2 separate regions of the Mus musculus genome follow, and region 2 is linked to region 1. The links are chromatin contacts, called in public Hi-C maps. All regions are on one chromosome and are shown on one strand. The core of a region is the stretch at or near the end of the contact, and the rest is flanking DNA. Distances in the headings are between cores, read along the strand shown.

Region 1 (7,453 bases), core at 3,568-6,067:
AAGTGGAATTTATACTCTGCATTTTAAAAAAAGTCTTGTTATTAATAAGTATGATTAAACTTTGTTTTTAAAAATGTGTTTTGTTTTTCTGTAATTCTTTATGTGAACCATAAGAGTATTTATTACACACTTTATATTAGACCTCTTTCCTACACGTGTAAGTGCCCTGTTGAAGTCTCTGGCCAGATGTCTGAGACAGTGACAGGCGTAGCACAGTTACAGGAAGGAACAGTCCGTCCCTGCCCTAGTGTGCTGCTGTGTGCCTGCTGGGCCTTCCTACCAGGCATTATGTTAGGAAGGATTTGTATGAATGTACACGTGTGCATGTATGAAGAATACCAGCATATCGTTTATTTCCCACCTATTTTGAAGTCTTAGGGTAGTTAATAGGAGATTGGGCGGGTCTTTCATTTTATTTAATTTTAATTTTATATTATTGTGCGGGTAGATACTCGGACACATGCACAATAGCTGAGGTAGAGAAAATTGGGGTAGCAGGGCAAGTGTGTCATCATGTATACATGAAGATCAGAGACTATTTCGTGGAGTAGGTTGTCTCTAAAAACAACAACAACAACAACAACAACAAAAAAACCCTCATATAATTGAGTGTAAAAACAGCCCTATAAAGAAAAAAGTCTTTAAAGAGCTGTGGGCTAGCATACAGGGACTATGGGTTGTAATGAACTAGCAGTTTGGGTCAGTTTCTTTATCTGTCCTGACCTGAGTTCCTTGTTATGCAAGTAGTGGCTTTGCCACTTAGGTTCCTTGAAGCAGTGCTGTTGCTGTGTGCTTGAATGATATTTGGCAGTCTATGATGTTTCTATCAGTTCCTGAAGTAGGAATCCAGGCCCAGAGTTTGTAGTTTGTATTTGTCTTGCTTGAGACCAGTATGACTAGTTTTTTGCCATGGAGTTTTGAAGAGGAAATTAGTAAATGAAGCTTTTCTTCATAAGGGTAAAACTGAAATGCATTACTCAGTTTACCTTGGTAGATATGTCCAAATTGGCTGCTTCCACAGCTAACTAGTGTTGCCCATGTTTGGTTTAAATTTGCAGCTGCTTTCAAGAGGGTTTGAGAACCTTCAACTTTAGTGTGCAGTTTTCCAAAATCCACTGAAAGGAAAGGAGTTTGCAAAACATTTTTTAGTTTTCTTGTAAGTGCAGTCCAAGCTGGCCACAAACTTAAAACCCATCCCCCCAGTTTCTCAAGTGCTATGATTACAGGTGTGTGCCAGCACGCAAAGCTTGCAGCACAAATCTCGGTCTTTTTTTCTTTTTTGTTGGGATGGTGGTGGTTGAGAGAGTGTCTAACATATCTGAACTCTGGATCCTGTGCATTCTGTTTCCTCAGAGACGGGAGTTCCTTGTTTCAGCCTGTTTTTAGTCACTGTGACTTCTCTTAAGCATTCAGTGTAGTATAGCTTTCAGTATAATTTATTTAGGGGATTATTGTTTATTTCATGGTGACATTTTATTTGTATTTTATAATGAAAGACCCAAAAGATGTATTATGAGATTGCAGATGCCTTTATTACTCTAAGCAAATAAATTGATTTTTATTTAGACAGCACTCCACTCATTTATACGTACAGTAGTTCAGTGGATTACATTTACAGTGAATAGATGGAAAGTTAGCTCATCTCTATCATTATTCAGATATTCACGGGTGAAACTCCCAAGTTGCCTGCTGGAGGCTAGCTAGGTAGTCACAATCATATTTCTTGGTATCTTTCACTGATAGTTTAAGATTTAGAACTTAACCATGTGGTACATATCCGAAAATGATTTTAAGTTCGTATATTTCTTGTGTAAATCTTAAAGTGATGGAGAACTTGCTAACTAGATGAAGTAGAATGTTGCCCATCTATAGTTAGACAAATAAGAGTTAGAAAATGACCCCACCTTTACAGAAAACAAAACAACAACAAAAACCCCTTGTGTCTTATCCGTATTTACAGATAGCCACACAGTATATATAGTTTTACAGTTTTTCTCAAGTGGGATACAGTGAGGGGAATTAGCCCGTAGAGGCAGAGCTAAGTGTATCTCAGATTCTGAGTGCAAAGCTAGGCCCCTTTATTCCATGCAAAGAGCTTTCATGCATATGGTGTAGGGTGTGATACAATTCGAACCAGGAGCTTCTTGAATATTTTGCTTTTTCTTTGGGCAAGTTAAGTCATCTAGCATGTGCCGAGGAATGAGAAAAAAAATGTTTTTTTGTCTTTTTCTTAACATCGCCTATGATTTGTTTTCATGTTAATAACTTCAGAAAATTCCAAGCATTATATGATAATGTCCCAATGGTAAATTGAACACTTGCCTTTCTGGGTATTTATAGGTTTAATTACAAAACTGAACATGTATGTATTTTTAAAGTCAAATATTTAGCCTCAACAGAAGTTGTGCCTACAAGCAATTGAAAGTAAATGTAGGCTTTAATAGAAAGTAAAAAATGAACACTTAACATTTTATTTAAAGCTGTTTCCATAACATTGTGACCTTTTTATAAATCAGCATTATGTATCTATTATGTATCTTGGGATAGTCATGCCTTTATAACTATGCAAATGGATATGTTAGAACCCTGAGAGACACCCCAGTTAAATTGTACAGGGCCAGGCAACAATATAACTTTAGAGATAGTGAAAGCAAATATCTAGAAATTTTATTTGAATATCAGGTGACATAAAACTTGCTAGTGTGAATATGAAATATGGGGGGAAAAATCTAGTTCAGTTTGTTCTCCCGAGCAAGACTAAAGAGTGAGGATATCCTGTTTCCTATGCAGGTCATATACTGTATCTTGTGAAATTTGTTCTTTTGAAAAAAATATATATGTACAGCCTTCTTCTGAAGATAATAGATTCCCCTACCCCAGCATTCTTTCCATTGCAAAAACATGAGGTACACAGACCAGTGCCAGGGTAGGGGACCAGTCCAAGATAAGAAAATAGAATGGATTTTCTGGCTTGTGAATTTTCAGATGTGTTCAGAATTCAGGGTGCACAGTGGTAGCAACAGCAGAAACCTCAGAGAATCCTGGGACACTAGAGGTTGAGCAGCAAACTGCTAAGTGATTGAAAAGAGTGGCTGGTAAGGCCGTTCTGCACTGCCTACCCATCATGACTTTACCCATGCAGCTTAAGTGGCTCATGCATTGCCTTATGATCTATAGTCCTTTTTGCTGTAGGGCTTGTTGCGCAGTATGTTATCAATCTCGTTCACCACGTGAGATGTCATCTTAGGGAGGACCTGAGGGTAGGGGAGAAGCACAGAGGGTTAGGGTTGCGCATTTGTCTTGTGGAGTCCACATTAAGCAGTCATTTATACTTGCGATATGTTTGCAAGCCATAGCTGAAATGAAGATCCACTACCCCATGCCCCACAATGGATAAGCTTCAAGTCAGGGATTGTGTTTGTTGACTAAAGAAATGAAGACATGGGGCTGGAGAGATGGCTCAGCGGTTAAGAGCACTGACTGTTCTTCCAAAGGTCTTGAGTTCAATTCCCAGCAACCGTGTGGTGGCTCACAACCATCTGTAATGGGATCTGATGACCTCTTCTGGTGTGTCTGAAGACAGCTATGATGTACTCATATAAATGAAATAAATCCTTTATAAAAACATATGTATTTAAAAAAAAAGGACTAAAGTCTCATGAATACAGAGTAGCTTAATCTGGTAGAATTTCAGTGTAAGCAATTTATGTTTTAATTTTTCTAGCAGGTAATAATGCTGTCTTTAAAATAATAGAATTAGTACATTTTATTACATTGTAGTCAGCCAACACATTTTTACTTAGTATCACTTTAATGTGAAAATTAGTATAGAAAATTAAGGTACTTTTGAGGGTAGTACTAAGTCCTTCAAGTCCTATGAATATACACTTAAGTACCACACTCGGGTGCACGCACACACACACACGCACACTCACGTTTGGAAGGGCCATCATTCGTGTATTCAGATAGTCGCATGTGGCTGGAAGCTGCGGCAGTGGTTAGCACTGCAGCAGTGGTTAGACTGGGAATGGACCTTCCAGCTGCTGCTTAGAACTGGTAAAGGATGTTTGCAGCTTAATAGGCCTCCCAGATAGATGGAACAGCACGCACATGAACAGTGAAGTGGATACCAAGGACAGACTAGTGGAGATGGTAGGGATAAGGGAACAGAAGCTGGAACGTGTAAGGGAGCTTGGGTGCCACTTTATAAGAATGAAAACACCATTCTCCAGGCTGTTGTGAAACCTAAGGCAGTGGTTCTCACCTTTCTAATGCTGTATCCCTTTGCTCTAATTCATGCTGTGACCCCCAACCATAACATTATTTTTTTTTTTACTACTTCAAAACTAATTTTGCTGTTCTGAATCATAATGTAAATATCTGATATATAGGGCATCTGATATGTCACCCCTTTGGGTGTCGTGACCCACAGGTTGAGAACTGCTGCTCCAAGGACTTGCTTTCCCCCATCAGATACCAGGGAAAAGTTGAAGGATGAGTTGGAGGAGCCTGAAAGGTATCTGATAGTCAAAGTCAAAGTCTGAGAGACAGTGAGGGAGACTTAGCAAGGCTAGTGATAGTGGAATGGGAAAGGGGAACTGGGGGTGGGATCAGTGTGAAGTAGGATGTGTTGTGTGCATGTGGAGCATTGTGTAGAGCTGACTTGGGTAGAATCTGCTGCTCATTCAGGGCTAGTGTTATACCATGAGACAAGGGACAAAGACCTGCTTTCTCTCTGGAATAGTCTGACCCTGTGTAGACAGACTGGTGAGATGCAATTAGGATGACCAGTTCTGAGGTTTGGGCCTCGCCCTTTGCTGCAGCCCTACTGGCCGAGGTGACCTTGTCTCCAGGGCTGCCCTTAGCAGCCTGTGGGTTTGGCAAAATAGTGCAGCTCCTGTGTCTGGGAAACTTGTGGTTCTGGTTATTGGTTTTTTTTTGTTTTTTTTCTACCTGAAGTCAAAGGAGGCGTTTTGTTTCCCATTAGCTCTGTAGTCTCAGGTTCTAAATAGCTAAAGTTACTTGGAGACTTCTGAGACTGGAGTTCAAAAACTGGGTTTGGTGGAAGAGAAATCCAGTGGACTAGCCATGTGAAATGAAAAAAGAGTCACTGTCAAAATACCTATCAGCTAGACACAGTGAAAACATAAAACTACTTGAGTAAAATATGAAATTGCAGTGTGTGTAGTATTAAAGGACCAGTGTCTTTTAAAGGAGCCATACTTTCAGAATTTTATGTGAAATCACTTCTAAAAAAACGCAGCAGGTACTTTACAATATTTTAAGCTGTTGTGCAGATTTAATGAGATTGTTCCAGTTGTACAACCTTATTGTATTGCCTACAGGACTTGGTGGTGTAAGGGGAGGTTTGGCTAGGAATGTTTTTCTGGGGCTGAGGGTCATCAGGGCCTCCAGGACTGAGTTCTTTGAGGATGATGGAGGATTTTTGCAAGTTGGGTGGTGATTACGGTGGTGATTACTGTAGAGATAGAACATGGACCACTGCTAATTTGCATGTGTGTGTGTGTGTGGGGTGGGGTGAGGGGGGGTTTGTCCTGAAGTATTCCTAGTGGCTAGAGATTAGAATCCTGATTGGGGGGAAGTGTGGGGGGAGGGGAGGGGAGGGAGGGAGAGAGAGAGAGAGAGACAAAGAGACAAAGACACAGAGACAGCGTACATGTGCATACAAGAATGTGTACACACCCGTGGCATAGGCATTTTTCATTGCTCATACTTCCACAGTCCTTGAGACCTTTCCGTTCTTTATGGTAGCCAGCATTCCACACTTTCTGTACATTTGCGGCCAATTCCAACAAGTGTTTGGCCTCTCTAGATACCTAGTGTACTTTTCACCACATCCAGGGCTTCTGTCACACCATGTCTAGACTGTTCTGTGCTGCTGCTTGGGGTGAAGGAGAAGGGAAGTTTGGTAAGGCCTTGTGCTAGCAGTGAGGCTGTCTGGGTAACAGCCCTGTCCTTTGTCTTCTGAGAATAGAAATTCCATCCTGCTGCCAGCCAGAGCCTTGCTAGGGAGGGACTGCTTTGGGAGTTAAAGTATCCTTTCCTCGCTGCCCAGGAGGCTCCTGCAGCTCTAACAGCTTAGACCCAGGGTGCTGCTTCATTTCTGCCCCTGGCATGACTTCCCCTGGGATTGAGGATCATAGTGCTAGCATGATAGGAATCCTGCATTTCTCTTCCTGCCAGGATTTTTATCTGTTCTTCCCAGATCTGCAGATCCATCCACTCTACCTCCATTGCCTAGGTGATGACTACACCTGCATCCTGCTTTCCTTGGGGCAGCCTTAGGAATTCCGGGACATTCAAATAGAAGCATGTCTGTCCTCTACATTTTGTAAAGGATTCCTCACCTATAAGGAGAAGGATAGTCTGGCATAAGCCATGTACCCTCTTGACGAGGTCCTTTGTACTGCTCTTTCTTGTTCCTAAAATGTACTTCAAGGTTTCTTTATGCTATGGCAAGGCATACAATCCAAACTCAGAATAAACATCTTATAGGGAGGGGGCTTTTGCAAAGTTATGTCAAGTAGACCCACCTTTCTCAGTTGCTCTCTAGTGTAACAATCTGTTTGCTTAATAACTCATGATCTGAAATTTTGTTCATTTTTATTAGTCCCCTAGTAGAATGTAAGCTTGTTAAAGACTGGACAGTATCTTGTGTCCTGTGGTGGTGTTGTCAGTATCTGGTACATCGTGAGCTTTCAGAGGCCAGCTTTTTTAAAGCATAGGTTTCTTAATTCACTCTTTCCACCAGCAGTTTTAGGACAGGATCTTGCTCATCACAGTAACCCAACTGTCTCCTTGGTGCCAGATGCAGGAAGTATTCCAAACACGAGTGAAATTGAAACTTTTATATTGAACTTAAGTTCTTCTGGGTACAAACTGTGTCCTTTCCCCATCCTCATTGTGTAATCTTGTTTTCCCAGTGCATAACAGAAAATGAATGAAGATGGTATGGTTCATTAGATGAGGCATTCCCTGTAAAGGTCCCACAGAATCCAGGAGGAACCATGGCCGGGCTGAATTTGGAAATAGCTGTGGAGTATTGCCCCACTGCCTGGTCCGGCGAAAGGTGGTGGCTAGGCAGGCAATCTGTACCATTTACATACCAGTGTATTCTGGTTTTTCTCACCCTCCCTGCCCTTTCTCTCTTTCTTTTGAGACAGGGCTTTTCTATGTAGTCCTGGCTGTCCTGAAACTCCCTCTGTGGACCATGCTAGTCTCAAACTGACAGAGATCTACATATCTCTGCTGGGATTAAAGGTGTGTACCACCATTCTGGTCTGTTTCTAAAAGGGGGTTTTAAATCTTCATGTCCACGTTCATCTGTCTGGTTTGAGGAGAGGTGACAGGGCTTGTTTTAGGAATAGATGGATAGCCAAGAAGCCATGAGTCTGTTCCCAGTGAGCAACAGGGAAACATGTTTGCTGGTTTT
Region 2 (7,453 bases), core at 2,195-4,694, 310 kb before region 1:
AATGAGCCATCTCTCCAGCCCTATATATTTATTTTTTAACTTTCAATTTAACTCTCATGGAAAGTTATGCTTTTACATTTACTATAGCATATATCTAAGTGATTATGCTCAGAAAGAGTACTTATAGCTATGATAACTTTTATATATTTAAAATATATAATAAAACATATTTTGTATATTTTTATGTATATACAAATTGTATATACATATATTTTGGTCCCCAACACCACATTAACTTATATATTATACAAAGGGTAAACATCCAAAATTTAGGAAATCCTGAAATATGCCAGATCAAAATGCTTTTTGCTAAAAATTTAAGTATAGCTTTTTATTAGTAAACATGTTTTTATTTACTGCACTAACAAATTAAAACCAGGCATGGGAAGCAGCAGGAAGACTGTGAGTTCAGAGTCATGCTTGGTGTACATAATGAAGCCAGCATGGGCTGTAGGAGACACTGTAAAACACACAGTTCTAGTTTGCTTTCTTCCTGTGGTGAAGACCATGACAAAAAGCAACTTGGGGGAGAAAAGGTTTTATTTGGGCTTACAGTCTATAGTTTAGTCCATTATGACAGGAGGACAGGAACGCAAGGCAGGAACCTGGAGGCAAGAACTGAAGCAGAGGCCATGAAGGCTACTCATGCTTACTGCTTGCTCAGCCTGCTTTCCTATACAAGGCAGGACCATCTGCTATGGGGTGGCACCACCCACTGTCCACTAAACTCTCCCTCATCAACCATCAGTCAAGAAACTGCCTAAGAGACTTGCCTAACAAACCATTCTGATGGGGACATCTCCTCAGTTTTAGTTCCCTTGTCTTCAAATTGACAAAACAAAACAAAAACAAACAAACAAAAACCACTAACCAATATAGAGGGGGAGATCACATTATTACCCCAACATGCAAAAGAAAGGAACAAATAGCACCCATTCAAGTGCAGTAATCGTTCTTGATTTAAACCTTTAAAAAGCAAAGAACAGAAGGATTTCTCACTTGATAAACAGAATTTTTGAAAATCTGTAGCCCAGGAACCCAGCAGACAAGCCCACACTGGGTGAGGAGGAAGACACATGCATCTGCGAGTTTAGCACTCGCCTGTACCAGTTCAGCGTAACGAAGGCAGAGGAAGGGGCAGGGAGGAAGAGTGATGAAATCAAAGGAAAGATCTCATTGGATATGATATGATGAGGTATTATGCATATTATATATCTTCAAGAAAACCAACTGCAAAACATACAGCTAATAAAACTAAGCAAGGGAGCTAGATATGTAATCAATGTATAAAAATTACTTGCATTCAGATATAGTAGATAGAACAAATCATGCAGAAAAATATCTCATTCCCCGATAGCAACAATAATTACACACAAATGTGTAAATATAAATTTTTATTGACAAGAATTAAACAAATGTATAAAAACCATAAAATTTTATTAAGAAGTTTTAAGAACAAATGAATAATTAGAGGGAAAATAGGAAGGTTTTTATAAAAATATCAAATCTGAAGATATCTAATTACTCTAAGAAAGTAAATGCAGCCCCAGTCTAAATCTTAACATAAAATCAGATAACTGATTCTAGAACTCTAGAAGACACACTACATTAAAAAGGGGAGACTTGTCCAGCAAAGTATCACAGTAAGGCTACCCTAAAGATAAAGCGTGGTGCTGAGTGACTGGGAGGCAGTGAGTCACTAGCACAAAACAGAAGGTCCAAATTAAACCAGAAATGTGTCAGCTGCATTTCCAATTAGGGGACAAAGGAGGACATATTTAATCAAAGATGTCAGGATAACCAAGCAGACATTTGGAAAACAAGAAAAAAACATGAAATTAAAAATCTACCTAACATCATATATAAAAATTCTCTGCAAATAGACCAAACAGCTAACTCTAAAGCAATTCTATAAAATAATACCATTTTCCTTTTTAAAACAAAACAAAAACAACCTTTTGTTGTTTTAAATTGTGATTTTTTTCTATTTTTCTTTCCAGTATTGGATATTTTCCTTATCAGATTTACATTTACACTTCTGATAGCAAAAATCTAATTTCTCTTAGTGATCTCTCTTCCTTTGTTATAAAGGTCTTCATAGAACTGATGGCCAAGGCTCTTTCCTTTCTCAGACTGCAGAGGTGGGGCTCAGGATGGCCACAAAACTCAAAAGAAACTATAATGAGACTCAGACTTGAAAAGAATAGAACAAGGAAAGAGTGGGGCGGAGGCATATTTACTGCAAAAGACTTAAAAAGATCTGTTTCCCATCCTTTACAAAGTCAGAGAACCTGAATTTTCCTTTATTTTAACAGGTAACCATCCCATGTTCTTCCTATGAACTCTTTTGTGTTGAGGCTGTGTATCATGACACAGACCTTGGCAGAATTTGGCACAGTGTGAAAATTTTAAAAATGAAAAACATCCAACAAAAATTATAAAACAAGGCAAAAATAATCAACCATGAGAAAACGTTAACACATATAAAGTGTAAGAACAGTATTATATTAGAAACTCCACAGATTGGAGATATAGCTACTTGGTAGAGTATTGCCTAGCATACACAGAGCCCTGGGTTTGTTTCCCCAGCACCAAATAAACCTGGTGTGGTGACACATGCCATCACTTGGAAGTAGAGCAGGAAATTCAGAAGTTCGAAATCATCCTTTGCTACATGGAAACACATGACCCAGTAGAAAACTGGATACTTGATGTGTGCAAGTAGTCATCGGAAGAAAGAACCAATCTCCACGGTTTTTAAAAAAGGCTATCTTCCATTAACAATATATATATATACTAAATATCCAGGAGGAAACTTTGTTTTCATGCACTAAAAAAAAAGGATATTGATGTTTAAAAGGTATAAAAGTTAGACAATTCCTAAATACTTCATCAAGCATAATTAATGCTGTCTTCCCAAAAGATATTTTGGTTTAATAATCATCAAAATTGTAAACTGGAATTTACTTTTGTTATTTTTGTTTCCAAGAACTTATTCTATGAAAAACATGTTCAAAGGCACGTAAGTATAAATAGTACCTATAATAATAAACAGAAATAGTATCAATATTGAAAAGTGAAATGATAAATAAATATGTAAAATAAACAAAAAACAAAAAACAAAAACCACTGCCCCAGAAAAGATCAAGGTGTGTGCATCAATGTACAATAATCCCAGCGCATACATGTAAGTGGCAAAGTCACAGGACACACTATTTTATTTATTGTTAAATAGCTATCAAAAGATACTAAGCCACAAATATAGCAGAAAGTTACTTATAATAAAGGTCAGCAAAGGCACAGCAAAGGATATAGAGAAATATATAGCTGGCCTGGAATTCTCAGCGCTTCTGCCCCAGGTCCGACTACTGGAATTTCAGGCATGTACCACCATGCCACCCAAATCTACTGTTTGCCTTGAAACTAAATAAGAGACAGGAAACATACTCCGACCTTGCCTTCTTGGACTCGCTGTCACTTTTATACTGTTCAAACTCCTGGCTAAGAGACTGCAGCTTTTCTTGAAGTTTCTTTTCACGTTCTACACTTCCTTGATAAAATTTCATTTCTTCTTGCACTGCTTTCAGTTTTTCTTCCATAGCCTTAAATTCATGAAGAATTAGATAGCTGACGCCACAGTATTTACAAACTGTTTCTTCAGGAGACATCTAGGAAACAGAACACATATTTATTGAAATTTATGTTTTTAATTGTGAAAGACAAAGTTCAACCAAAGTTGTTTTGCAAGCATGCTGTGGAGACAAAGGAATACACAGTCGGCTAGCCGCTGGGATAGTCACTATGACAGACACTGCCTATAGCTGGGTACACATTTTAAAACCAACACAAAATCTTGGAAAGAGAAAAGAGTTTCTCAAAGAAATGATTTCTCCGCAGTATAGCTAAGAATTATTTACCCTTGAAATATCTTTCACAAGATAAAACTAAAAATGTTGAGAGCATTTTTACACCTTTAGTTCTAAGTTCCGTCTCTAATGTCAAAGGAACCCATGGGCTTCTGCTGCCAACACTGACCATCTAGATCAGCACTTCTCAGCCTGTGGGTCATGACACCCTGGGGGTCAAATGACCCTTTCACAGCAGTGGCATAGATATCCCACATATCAGATATTTACATTGCAATTCATAACAATAGCAAAATTACAGCTATGAAGTAGCAATGAAAACAATTTTATGGTTGAGGGTCACCACAGCAAGAGGAACTGTGGTAAAGGGCCGCAGCATTAGGAAGGCTGAGAGCCACTGCTCTAGATACCTCTGACTTCTTCAGATCTTATTTCACTCATTTATAAAATTATGGTACTGAACCAAATGAACTCTATGCTCTTACTCAGCTTCAATGCTTCAATATTTAAAGATTTTTATAGAATTTAATATTCTGTCCAAACCTACAATAGGAAAAGCATTTTGAATTTACTCTCTTCTTCGTTTTATTCATATCATAGATTAAAACTGAGACTCCTGCAGTTCCATGGCCAGCTAAAAGGCGAGACTGTTAAAACTAAACCCAAGTCCTTTTAAAACGCTATACTTACGTATTTATGTGCCATAGTGTACTTACCTACCATGGGTATGTGGGTCCTCATATCCTTCAGACAAAGTGTGTGTGGCTCTGCTCAACATGAAGGCAGTGAAAAACAGGACAGGAAAAAGACCCTTTTTTTGTATTAAGAATAAGTAATCCTTGGTAGTCTATGTTTGATTGGCTTTTCATAAAGGAAAGAGACCTCCGGGACACCAAAGTGAAATTCTTAGATTATTCAATAAGGACTTTAAAAAATGTGACTCATCATGGCTTGGAATTTGGTGACTGGTCTACCATGGCCTCCAACCCACTATCCTTCTACCTATTGTCTCCAATACTAGGATTGAAGGCTACACACCACATGTGGGCAAAGTGTTTCTTCTTAAGAAACACTTTGCCTTAAGCCTTCCTTAATGTGTTAGACAGTGTCCCTGTAACTGTTATAGCACAAGGAGGTAGACACTGTCCCTGTAACTGTTATAGCACAAGGAGGTAGACACTGTCCCTGTAACTGCTATAGCACAAGGAGGTAGACAGTGTCCCTGTAACTGCTATAGCACAAGGAGGTAGACAGTGTCCCTGTAACTATGTTATAGCACATCTACTTATCAAACCCATTGCATAAGTGTCACTTGGAACAAGTGAGTAACAAATAAAAGTGTCTCACTTAAATGTTAACAATCTCGACTCAAAGGCCAGAATACAATGGGTGAATGATTATGTCAGTCCCCTGCCACTGATACTAAATATACAGATTTACAAACATAGGTTTCAAAGAAATCATAAATAATTTGCTTGTATGTTTCTTTGGGTTTATTCTGACTGAGACATATTGTTCAGCCTCTATCCTGACATCCCAAAGGATGAGAAACTCCCTTCCAATGCAGCCTATTCCACTCTCTGCCAGTTATGTCTCCTAGGAAACCCTCTCATGTTCACCCCATCACTCCCCACAACATCAACAATCCTCAGGAACCATACAAAACAGCCTGTCTCTCACACAGAGCTCATTCTAAGATCTGAAGACTGCATGTGTCTTCTAACAGATATCAGGAACATGCCATATTTCCTCTTCCTCAGACAACCACCTCCAGTTCCATCACACATAGCAAGCTTTCTAGTCTCCATCTCATCCTAGCGTGCTCTGAACTTGTCCTATGTGTTTCCTGCAGGATGGCTAGAACTGAATGGCTCAGTGTGGCCACTAATAGAGAACAGAACAAGAAAAGACTTAAGTATGCTTTTAGCCACAATATTACCAATACTTTCTAGTAGAGCCTAAGTCTGCAACACTCTTCCATATTTTAGCAATTTTATGTTATACTATCATGTTAATTAATGCCCATTTAATTTTGTACATGCTGCTATTTAGTAATATGACTTTGTCTACCCATCCTCCCTACCCATGGTTGACTGAAAGCCTCAAGTTAGATATTGGACACAGAAGAACCAACCTCTAGACAGGACTAAGCCAACAAGTTCTAAAAGTATTGAAGAGTTAGGCAGTTAGGTGTTCTTAGCAACCATAAAGGTAAAGCATCCTGTGTGTGGTACAGAATTAGCCACATTACTGGGATGAAATACACACTGAGGAAGCTGAGTGTAAGAAATTATGGCTCTAAAGAGAGAAACAACAGTGGAAAAAGCTCATGTCCTACACCTGATGGCCTTCCAGTTCCTCACTTCAGTCCCTCTTATTTATTTATTTATTTATTTATTTATTTATTTTGGTTTTTCAAGACAGGGTTTCTCTGTATAGCCCTGGACTGTCCTGGATCTGTAGACCAGGCTGGCCTTGAACTCAGAAATCTGCCTGCCTCTGCCTCCCAAGTGCTGGGATTAAAGGTGTGTGCCACCATGCCCGGCAACTTCAGTACCTCTTGACAGCTGAATGTCCTACTCGCACCTCAGGATCTTTGCCCAGACGTTCTATACTTTTTCCTTTACTCTACTTATTCCTTGAAACCAGCATTTCCCATTCTTTTCTGTTGAGTACTTGCTTTCAGATGCAAGGACAGAACCACAAATGTCAATGTAAGTATATAGCTTATATAAAACAGCATGTGTCACACATAGGTATATGTACATAAATTATATATGTGTGTGCCTATACTTACATACACACACATACCCCCCCACACACACACATAAAATGTATATTCAATATGTGTCAAGGCTGGAACTTCACACACCACATCACCTTAGTTGGTACTAGTTCCAATTACTAAATACTGTTCCCCATACAACTCATTATGAAACTGCTAATTACTTCTGCAAATAGCCTAAAGCTACTTTCATAATAGTAAGACAAACTTTATCAGCCATTGTCGTAAAAGTTCATGTATTCTATGCCTAAAATAGTTTTTAAAGCTTGTATCCACAGACAAAAAAATGAAAGGAGGGCTGGTGAGATGGCCCAGAAGTTAAAAGTACTTGCTGCTCTTGCAAGGACCTAGGTTCAGTTCTCAGCATCTAAATGGTGACCCACGACAATCTGTAACTCTAGTTCAAAAGCATCGGAGGCCTTCTTCTCACCTCTATGGGAGTCAGGAACAAATGCAATGCATAGTTATACATAAATTGTATATGCATACAATTTTAAAATCCTTTTTTAAGAGAAATTGAGATAGAAATGGGCAAGATAGTGCAACATGTACAGATGTTTGCTGCCAAGCCTCCCAAGCTCAAGTTAATCCCTGGACCTCCAAGATAGAAGCGCCAGCTCCTGTAAGTGACTCTCGGACATCAGTGCATGTATTGAGGTGCACATCAGTACAAATAAAGTAGTATAATAAAGAAAGGTTTAAATGAAATAGCAAGGGGCATATGCTATCTCTTAGTGAATATAAAACTAGTCCAAGGATTTCAGCCTTCACTAATATACCTTAGTGTGGGTATAATGGTACA

Evidence for each region. Hi-C and Micro-C count contacts between places; a contact is called where the count stands out from the background.
Region 2: a contact with region 1 is called in a Hi-C map of granulosa cells, with 2.2 times the contacts expected there. The contact joins two enhancer-like sites. A contact is called at or near these places in 7 of 39 promoter capture datasets (the 3T3-L1 cell line, 3T3-L1-derived adipocytes, the C10 cell line and 4 more), 2 of 15 datasets of contacts at CTCF or cohesin (large pre-B cells and pro-B cells), 7 of 484 Hi-C or Micro-C datasets (B cells, CD4 T cells, Th17 cells and 4 more), 6 of 115 datasets of contacts at active chromatin or transcription factors (the 230-238 cell line, cardiomyocytes, double positive thymocytes and 3 more) and 2 of 9 other capture datasets (adipose tissue and liver).

Annotation. Positions count from the first base shown.
Region 1 is chr3:65,372,280-65,379,732 of GRCm38.p6, reverse strand. It overlaps Kcnab1 (potassium voltage-gated channel, shaker-related subfamily, beta member 1), which reads right to left. Exons shown (of 14, transcript NM_010597.5): 14 at 1,508-3,254. The coding sequence ends at 3,165. Ssr3 (signal sequence receptor, gamma) reads left to right here. Exons shown (of 5, transcript NM_026155.3): 5 at 1-76. Among named protein-coding and RNA genes, the nearest start is that of Ssr3, 17 kb to the left of the region's middle. Within about 2 kb of position 4,817, at least 40 of the 459 cell types and tissues checked have an H3K27ac peak or open chromatin away from gene starts, as enhancers often do. A contact at or near this core is called in granulosa cells, where this site is marked.
Region 2 is chr3:65,680,107-65,687,559 of GRCm38.p6, reverse strand. It overlaps Lekr1 (leucine, glutamate and lysine rich 1), which reads right to left. Exons shown (of 13, transcript NM_001166659.1): 3 at 3,454-3,668. Among named protein-coding and RNA genes, the nearest start is that of Lekr1, 18 kb to the right of the region's middle. Within about 2 kb of position 3,444, at least 2 of the 459 cell types and tissues checked have an H3K27ac peak or open chromatin away from gene starts, as enhancers often do. A contact at or near this core is called in granulosa cells, where this site is marked.